2 separate regions of the Capra hircus genome follow, and region 2 is linked to region 1. A link is a contact called in public Hi-C data. All regions are on one chromosome and are shown on one strand. Each heading gives the region's core, a stretch centred on a gene start, on an enhancer-like site or on the middle of the called end of the contact. The rest is flanking DNA. Distances are from core to core; before and after follow the strand shown. Region 1 holds the start of RIN3 (ras and Rab interactor 3). Region 2 overlaps RIN3 (ras and Rab interactor 3).

Evidence for each region. A called contact is a pair of places that touch in the nucleus more often than the background predicts.
Region 2: a contact with region 1 is called in a Hi-C map of blood, with 1.7 times the contacts expected there. The contact joins the enhancer-like site here to the promoter of RIN3 in region 1. A contact is called at or near these places in 2 of 5 Hi-C or Micro-C datasets (both in blood).

The regions. Positions count from the first base shown.
Region 1 is chr21:56,698,623-56,703,443 of ARS1.2, reverse strand. It overlaps RIN3 (ras and Rab interactor 3), which reads right to left and starts at 2,072. Exons shown (of 10, transcript XM_018066144.1): 1 at 1,975-2,072. The coding sequence starts at 2,018.
Region 2 is chr21:56,771,680-56,776,561 of ARS1.2, reverse strand. The region is part of intron 3 of RIN3 (ras and Rab interactor 3); the gene reads right to left. Among named protein-coding and RNA genes, the nearest start is that of RIN3, 73 kb to the right of the region's middle. Within about 2 kb of position 1,506, at least 1 of the 5 cell types and tissues checked has an H3K27ac peak or open chromatin away from gene starts, as enhancers often do.

The DNA of each region.
Region 1 (4,821 bases), core at 823-3,322:
CCCACACAGTTTAAAGTAAGCTTGCACTGGTGTGTTAATCCTTGGTTGCCTGTGGATAGCTACTTAAATAGTAACTTATCCAATCCTCATAACAATCTTAAGAAGCAGGTGTTATTATTACCCCCATTTTACAGATGAGGCCAAGGCCATCCCATCCTAGTTAAGCAATTGGGAAACAGAGGTTATCAACAAATAATAGCAGTAATAATAATAACTATTAAAAGTTTGCCCTCCGCCCCAGGTGCAAAACTTCTTATGCATTATCTCATTTAACCCTCAAAACAACTCTGAAGGGTAGTTATTATCACTTATCTTCATTTTCTAGGTAAGTGAAGGAAATGGCAACCCCTTGGCCTGGAAAATCTCATGTATAGCAGAGCCTGGAGGGCTGCAGTTCATGGGGTCCCAAAGAGTCGGGCACGACTAAGCGATTAACACTTATTAACACTAACACTAATGAGGCACAGAGAGGTTAAGTATTAATAACTGACCCTGTAATAAACAGAGAAAGGCAAGAGGAAATGGGTAAGGAGAGGTCAACCTGGGACAATTATGGGAAGTCACATAGTTCGGGACCCTGACCCCTCACCTCCCCTTCCTCCCTGGGAATCTCCTCCTAGGTCCACCCATCAGTATTGGGTGTGGTAGATATTTGATTCTTGGGGGGGCGCCCTCCCCAACAAAATTTCCAGTTCCTCCAGCGGATGACATTTGTCTTTCCACTTCCAAGGGAAAGGATCCAGGCTGGGACGGAAATGGGGGAGGGGGAGGAGGGGAGGCATTCGGATCTAGTGCTCTCAGGTCCCTCTGAGACACCCCTCCCACTAGCCTAGGGCCAGTTACCTCCAGCTGCTCCCCAGTTCGGGGCTGCCGGAGAACAGCCCGTCGCTTTGTTTTAACACTGGGGAAAACTGAGGCCCGCGGAGCTGAGGTCACAGAGCTAAGCCAGGCAGCAACTGAGTGTCCATCACAGAAGTAGCTCGAGCCTGGCTTCCCCCATGGCGCCCACCATCCTTAATTCCCAGAAAGGTCTAAGAGGTTTGCCCAGTAATCTGCCTCTGAACAGGAACCTCTTCATCCCACTGAAGCTTTCCCTGGGCGCCTGCTGGGCTGGGCTGATCGAAAGAATCTACTTCGGAGCGCAGCCCTGAGCAATGTCCAGAAGTCCGAGGGTGCGAGATGGGGGTGGGGGACAGGAAACCAGACGCTGGAGACCCCTCCCGAAAGCCCGTTCCCAAACCGGTTTGGCTTCACGCATTCCAAGCAGTGCCTCCTCCCTTCCGTAGGGGATTCCTAAGGCCACGCGCAGTTCGTGCGCCCTGGACCCTCCCCAAGCCCCAGGCTTCGCAAAGGCCGGTCCGAAGGTCACCACTGTCCGGGAATCCAAAAGAGGGGTGGGGGAGGGGATCCCGGTGGGTCCTCGGTCTTGGCGGGCGGGTGGGCTACAGGCCGCGGGCGTGTCCAAACTTACGGGGACTCGGGTCCTCGGCCCCACGCGCGGCCGAGCGCCAGCACTCGAGGACGCGCGCGGGACACAGGCGAAGCGGCGGGCGCGAGAGGCTAGAGGGGCCCGGCCCGCGGTGATCGCATCTGAAGTTCAGGCGAGACCAGAACCCGGGGAGGGGGCCGCGATCGCACAGCCCCTCCGCTTCGGCTCTGACAGATAGAGACGACCCTCAGATACCCACCAACCTAGCCCCGGACGTGCCAGCCGGTTTTCCGGCGAGCGACATGTGGGTTTAAAAGTTTCGCCAAGTCTTGGGTCCTGAAGAGGCACCAGGGCCGCCCCCTTCCGCGCAGTACCGGGGGGACCGGCCCGAGCCGTGGCCAGGGGTTCGGTCTCAGTCCAACACCCCGAAGTCCTGCGGCAGGGCTACTCCGGAGCTCCGAGCGCTCTCGGGGGCGGGAGGGACGCGGAACGAGAGGGGCCCGCGGACACCGAGGGAGAAGGGGGCGCCGCGGCTCCGCACTTACCCCACGGGGTCCGCGCGCTCGGGCGCCCCGGCTCGTCGGATCATGCCGCCGTCAGCTCCGGGACCGTGAAGGCAAGGGCTCAGGCGCCGGGCGGCGCGGGCCGCGGGGGCCCGGGCGCCCGCATGCCCCTGGCGCTGCTGCCCTGGGGAAGGGCCCGGGCGGGCACCGCCGCCAGCCCCGCGCCGAGTCGGGAAGCCACCGCCGCAGCCGCCGCCGCGCTCTGGGGCCCTCGCTCCCTCCACTTCCTGTATCGGAGCGAGCGGGGCTTTCAGGAAGAGGCTGGCCTTGGTGGTCAAGGGTTTTTTTTTTTTGTCAAAAGCCTTTCGGCAGCGACTCGCGGCCCGGAGCCCCCCACCCCCACCCCCGGGGGCCCTCGGAAGCCCCTGCAGCCGCGCCCCCTGGGCTGGGCTGGGCCGGGCCTGGCGGCGGTGGCGTCGGGTCGAAGCAACCAGCCGCGGGGTGCCGCCTGCGCCGCTCCGGCAGCTCCCGGAGACCGGGGAGAAAAACTTGGAGAAAAGTTTGCAGCTTGGTGGAGAGTCCCGTGGGAAGCAAGGCGCTTCCGCTCCGGACCGGCAGGTGGGGAAGCCGAGAGCTCTACGCAGAGCACTCTCGCGCTTTACCTCCTGACCGAAGGAGGCTCAAAATGCCATAGGACAGCTCAGACCAGAGGCAGGGCGCCTCCTCCACGTCTCTGACAGGTGGCCACGCTGCCTTCTCTTGAATGCCTCCATTGACGGTGGACTCACTACCTCACAGGGCCGTCTGTTCTTCCATCAAGCCAGGCATCTAATTCACCTATTCTAGGTATCACGTCTAGATCAGAGCAGAGAGAGAAAGCCAGTCAGTTTACACAAATACAACTACAGCTACTCTAGTGGGACCAGGAGACCTCTCTTCTAAAGGCCTGGGCACTCAAAAATGCCTCCTGAGCCCGGGGTGCCCTCAGAATATCTCACAGTGACTGGTCAGCACTGACCCCTACAGACTGACCTCAGTCTAATGCAGGGTTCCTCAGCCTCTTCACAGTTGATATTTGGGGCCAGATAATGCTTGGTTGTTGGAGCTGTCTTGTGTCTTGTAGGACGGCCTCTGCCCACTGTGCCCGTAGCATCACCCTCTCCTTGTAACAACCCCAAAACGTCTCCAGACATTGTCAGATATCCCTGGTGGCCACAATCATCCCAGTTGAGACCCTCTGGTCTAACATCTTTATTTCACAGATAAGGAAACTGAGACAAAGGAGGTGACTTGCCTGAGGCACATGGCAAGGTAAGGTGTCACAGGGCTGAGGCCCAGGGCTCTGGTGAAAGCATTCGGAGGCGAGGCCTCTTTGCCCTCCCTACCCCTGCTTGCTCATCTGTAGAAGTGACATGTATAAACGGGAGGGGGTGAGGGGGGCACTCCAGGGTGCCATTATTATTAGTCCTCTGCTGTTGCTAAAACAAGCCTGTAGGCCATTCCCAGGGCTCCCTGGGCCCCAGGGTCCATCCAGCTCTCACACCTAGAATAGTCTTCCAGCTCCTTCTAGGCTGATCTGGATTGCGAGTAACCGCACTCTTCCATGGCCTCCACAAATAAAGGTTTCTTTCAGCACCCTGGTGGGCTTCCCTGGTGACTCAGATGGTAGAGAATCTGCCTTCAAGGCAGGAGACCCGAGTTCGATCCCTGGGTTGGAAAGATCCCCAGGAGAAGGAAATGGCAGCACACTCCAGTATTCTTGCCTGGGAAATCCCATGGACAGAGGAGTCTGGCGGGCTACAGTCCATGAGGTCGCAAAAAGTTGGACACGACTTGCACTCACTCTGCTCCCTGGACCACATCTGAGAAACTCAGGACAAGCTTTTCAAAGCCTGGGTTCCATGAAGCCATCTCCAGGGCTCTAACCATGTCCACCAGAGGCCTCCACAAGGCCTGCTCCTCACCTCCTCTGTGAAGACAGAACTCCTCTGGTGGACACCAGGCGAGGCCCCGCCCTGACCTTGTTGCTGCTGACGGAGGAGGATGTTGCCAAGATTGGAATCTGAACAGCCCCCTTTAGTCATGGCCTCTGCCAAGCTAGCCCTTAGATTCCTTCCTGGGTCGCCTTTTCACTTGCAAGTCCTCACACTCCCCACTTCTCTCCCTGGAGTGAATCTGAGGACTCCTGTGGGAAGTGAAAATCTCCAGCTGTTTAGGCCTGTAAACTCCTTCCTCTACCCTCACCTTTTTTGGTTAACCGTTTCCGTTTAAGGAGTCAACTCTCCTCAGTTAAGTTCATCCAAAGATAACCAGATTCTACCCCCACTTTAGAGGACATACACTAACCTAATCTGACCAATCAGCCCTATACCTACCAGGCCCAGTGATTGGCTCATGGATGAGCACATGACCTAAGCTGGGCCAATAGGATCCCTCCCTGGGACTTTATGTTGGTACCATCAGGAAATGCCAGCAGTCTTCCCCCCCAACCACAAACTGGCTTTATCCAGGGAGAGCATAAGCTTGGGGCAGCCCAGTAGTTACTTGAGCCACCATGTGGTAAAATTGTGCTCAGAAGATAGTCAAGAGAGGAAAGTAATGCAGAGAGAGACTATGCCCTAATGACATCTTTTGAGGTTTTGATTCTGAGATGCTTAAAGCACCACTAGACATCTCATGTGTAAGAACCAATACAGTCCTTTATATTTTCTTTCCATTTCTAAAAACTCAAGCCAAATCTCCGTCAGGTTTCTGTTAACCATCACACAAAGACTCCAGGCTGTCCATGACTGCAGCCCCTCCTTCCACCTTCCACTCTCAGCTGGGTCTGGAGGATGTCCAGTTGTGGCAGGACTGTAGGAATGCAGAGGTCAACACTTCAATTTATTT
Region 2 (4,882 bases), core at 257-2,756, 74 kb before region 1:
GTCCGTGGGATTTTCCAAGGATGTTGCTAAACCTACTAATTTAGCGCACAGGACAGCCCCACCACCACCCAAGCAAAGAATGATCCAGCTCCAAATATCAAGAGTGCTGAGTTTCAGAAACCCAGCACCAGAGGGTGAACTTGCTTGTCTTCCTGGGACAACCGGCAAGAGCCAGGAGCCCTGTGGATGCCACGACTATAGTTGCCTGCACGCAGCGGATGCCTGACATCAGTGCTGGAACGAAAGTGAATGCAAGACTGGAGGGTCCACCAAGACTCAGAACCCAGGACCTCCGCCTCACAGGAATCATATTCCCGTCCTCTGCATCAGCCAAGTCACAGGGTATGGAATCAAGAACAAGGGGTCAGGGCTTCCCTGGTGGCTCAGTGGTAAAGAATCTGCCTGCCAATGCAGGAAACACAGGTTCAATCCCTGATCTGGGAAGATCCTACATGCTTGGGAGCAGCTAAGCCTGGGCGCCACAACGATTGAGCCTGTGCTGTAGAGCCTGGGAGACGCAGCAAGAGAAGCCATTGCAATGAGAAGCCTCTGCACCACAACTAGAGGGCAGCCCCTGCTCACTGCAACCCGAGAAAGAGCCCATGTAGCATGAAGACCCAGCACAACCAAAAATAAATTATAAAAAGACACAAGGGACCAGTCTTAAGTCAACTGACATTTCTCTTGCTTGGAGATGCTACTGAAACACCTGCTGGTAAATACTCAGCCATCTGGGCTCAGGACACAGCTTCTTGCCGGCCCTGGTGTGAGTATCTCAGAGCAGGCTTGGCCCTTGCCAGGAGGAGGCCTTTGGTTCCAGGGAACAAATTCAATGAGAGGTGTGATGCTAGGGTACTTGATTTCGGCTGTAGGTCAAACTGCATCCTTCCAATCAGTCCATCGGTAGGAAAGCTGAGGTTATGATCCTTTATTCCCTCGCTGGTTCTGAATGCAGGAGTGGAAGAAAGGGAATGGTATTTATAGAACTGCCCCCATTTCCCAAATCCTCCACAGGCCTAGGGATGAGTGCTCCCCTGAACAGGGAAGGGACACCAGCGGGGCTGCCCGAGGAGCATCTCTGTGGGCTCAGGGACATTCTCGAGACCTGCGGGGGTCAGGGTCAGGGTCAGGGTCAGGGTTCAATGTCCTTGGGCAAGCAGATTCACAGAGCCTTGGGTTCCTCTGGCCTGTCATCTAGTTGAAGGGCCCCACGTGGCATTTTTACTGCCCAGTAAGAAGAGTGGATTGATCTCTAGGCCCAGAGGTGGAAACAGGCCTCTGGACCCCACAGGAGGTGACCACTACAGAGAGATGATGTGGGCTTAGCATCTCACCCCTCAGAGACTCTCAGAGCTTTACCTCGGGCTGCACCCTCCCTCCAGAGGCCTGGACCCAAGGCTTCACTCATTTTCATTCATCAAGTACCTTCTGAACAGCTACTATGTGCCAGGCACTGCTCCAGGCGCCGGGGCGATGGTGGTGGGCTTCCCTCCCTGGCACGGTGGCTCCCCGTGTTCCCTGCTGCCACCTTGTCCAACCAGCCTTCCCCTGGACCTGGGGTGACTCTGACACAGGCTCCCGACATCAGGGGCCCCAGGAACCACAGACTCCTCTTCCTTCCTCAGCCAGTTCTGCCAACTGGCAGTCAGTCTTCCTCCTGGATATCTCTGGGTTGGTCCCCTCCTCCCCACACTGACCGTCACTGTCAGGTCCAGGCCCCACGTGCTGCTTCCTAGTTGAGCTCCCTCTGGTATTGATCCCCTGGGGTCTCCCCTGTGTTGCAGCCTCCACACTGCCCCCAGTGGTGAGGGACTTCTGTTTAAAAGGTGCATCAGATCATGCCTCACCCCACCCAGGCCCCACCGCTAATACCCTTCTGCCGGGGCTCCCCGTGGCCTTTAGGATAAAGGCTGAGCTGCAGGACATGCCCCTCTGTGATCCAGTCTGGCCAATGGTCTCATCTCTGCCTGTCCCTCCCTCCTCACACCCTATGTTCCAGCAGACACCACATCCCTTGGACACATCCCAATATCCTGTAACTCCACGTCCTTGCATGTCCTGTCCTACCACCTTGCGTGCTCTTCCTCCCTCATTCAAACAGGACACTTCTGGTCATCCTTCAAGATACAGTTCACGTGTCCTCACTCCCCAGAGGTGAGCCGTGGGGTCTCACTCACCTTCCAGTGTCGGGGGTCCTTCCTCTGAGTACAGTAAAATCCTAACATTTTCTTAATATCATCATCTCTGTATCCCTAGGGCCTAATGGCCTTAAGTTGAATAAACGAATAATTGAATGTCTCAGGTGATTCTTTAATTATGTTGTGTATGTGATCCCTGCACCCCGAAGTAGATAGAAGTTTCCCTGAGAGCAGAGCCCTATTTTCAACCCCAGAGAAGTACAGCATTGTGTCAAGAATGTGCTGGGGAGCCAGGCTGCCTGGGTTTAAATCCTGACCCCACCATTTACTAGTGTGTGTCTTGAGCAAGATACTTAGCCTCCTTATGCCTCAGTATCTTCATCTATGAAACAGGGATCATACTCGTTCTGGATCTATTGCTGTGCAACAAACTACTTACAAAATTTAGTGGCACAAAGCAACCACCTTCTTATTGTAGCTCATGATTTTGTCGGTTGCGAATTTGGGCAGGGCTCTGCTGGAAGATTCCTCTGCTCCTTCTAGCACTGACTAGGTCACTTGGTGATAATAGCTGGGGAGTGGTCTGGTCCAGAGGGGCCAAGAAGCCTTTACTCATGCCTGGGCCTTGGCAGGCACAGCGGAAGTCGAGACTCAGCCAGGCCCCCTTGGGCCTCTCTCTATGTCCATATAGTCTCCAGGCTTCTCCAGTAAGGTGGTCTCAGAGTCATCAGGCTTCTTACACGGCAATTCAGGGCTCCCAGACTCCAGGCAGAAGCTGCCAGTTCTCGAAAGTGCTACACACGGAACTAGCATGGTGTCACTTTGGCCTTATTCTATCGCCCAGTCTGAGCTGACTCAGATTCATGGGGAGAGGGCATAGCTTCCACTTCTTGATGGGAAGAGTGTCAAAAAAAGCACAGCCACCTTCAACCTTCCTCGCGACAGTGTTTATATTTCAGAGTTGGTGTGCAGATTAAATGAATTAAAACATATAAAGTGCTCAGGCATGATTGTTCTCAATGTCCTGCTTCCTTAGCATTCTCTCACTGTTCCTAGCCAAGTTCTCAGGAAATATTCCATGTCATAACTCAGTACAGGAGGAGGCGCAGAGAGATTCTAGGTTGGGCTGCATAGAGGGAGCTTCTGGGACCAACCCCTGACCTATACTCTGCCAACCAGGGGTTCACCTGGAATCCCCAGATGCTGAAAACAGAGTTCTGAAGAAGCCCAGGAGAGAACAGAACCAGTGCAAATTCAGCACACAGTGCAAAGATGCCAAAACCCACGGGCCTCCTCGCCATGGGTTTCCCCAAACACATATGTCGCCGATGAGGAAACCAAGCTCAAAAAGGGCTCTGGAGCTTGCCAGGTGCAACCAGCTAGTAAGTGACAAAGCAGACTTCACATCAGAGTCTGCCTGTGTGTTGGTTCTTTCTACTACAGCCACTGGCACAGAGAAAACCGTGGAACATACTCCATCACATCTTCTCAATGACTCACAGGGGTTTGGTCCCACCCCTCAGGCTTCCACCAGAAAGGACCTCACAAGCTCAAACATTATCCCCGGATGGGCTTACAGTCTTACATCATCCACCCAATTTCTCTGGGAATTTCTGCCACACCTGCTGTTCCACTCCTTGATTCCACTTCCTGTTTCTGCAAAGAAACAGCCCCCAACCACTTTTAAAGATACAGATCGTCATGTGAGAATTATAACAAACTACATATAAATATGCACAGCATATCTACACACACACAAAACACATCATGCTTTAGTCTGCAAAATGCTCACACATACATTCCCTCCCAATGGTTCCATGAGGTCGGCAGCACCGTCCCCATTTTATAGACAAGGAAACTGAATGGTGGTGTGCTGCTAATGTTTAACAACCAGCTTTCCAGGGAAAGAAAGCCCCAGTTTTATGACATTTTCCAATTTCCATGATGTAAATGCTCCCACTGCATTGATTTCAAGCACCGAGCTGGGAAGAGATGTGCAGTGTAAACTCTCGCGGGCTGGAATGACCTGGCTCCAGCACCCCACCAAAACCGAGGCTAAGAGACAAGCCCACCTGCAGACAGTCATCAAGAGGCAGAACCATTAAGAGGCCATGAACTCAGATGATCCCACTAGCTCCTCTCCATAGTTGTCCTTATTGAAGCCACCCAACCCCTGTCTATTGGAGAAGGAAATGGCAACCCACTCCAGTGTTCTTGTCTGGAGAATCCCAGGGACGGGGGAGCCTGGTGGGCTACCATCTATGGGGTCACACAGAGTCGGACACGACTGAAGCGACTTAGCAGCAGCAGCAGCAGCAGCAGCAGCAGCAGCAACCACTGTCTGCTACTTTCTTTCCAGCTCTGGCTCTGTGCAGTGAAAATAAAGCACTAGCACCTGGGTATACTCTTAGCTCTGGCCTCATACTCTGAGGGTGGGCTTCCCTGATAGCTCAGTCTCAGCTGGTAAAGAATCCACCTGCAATGCAGGAGACCCTGGTTCGATTCCTGGGTCGGGAAGATCCCCTGGAGAAGGGATAGGCTACCCACTCCAGTATTTCTGGGCTTCCCTTGTGGCTCAGCTGGTAAAGAATTTGCCTGCAATGTGGGACACCTGGGTTTGATCTCTGGGTTGGGAAAATCCCCTGGAGAAGGGAAAGGCTACCCACTCCAGTATTCTGGCCTGGAGAATTCCATGGACTGTATAGTCCATGGGGTTGCAAAGAGTTGGACACAACTGAACAGCT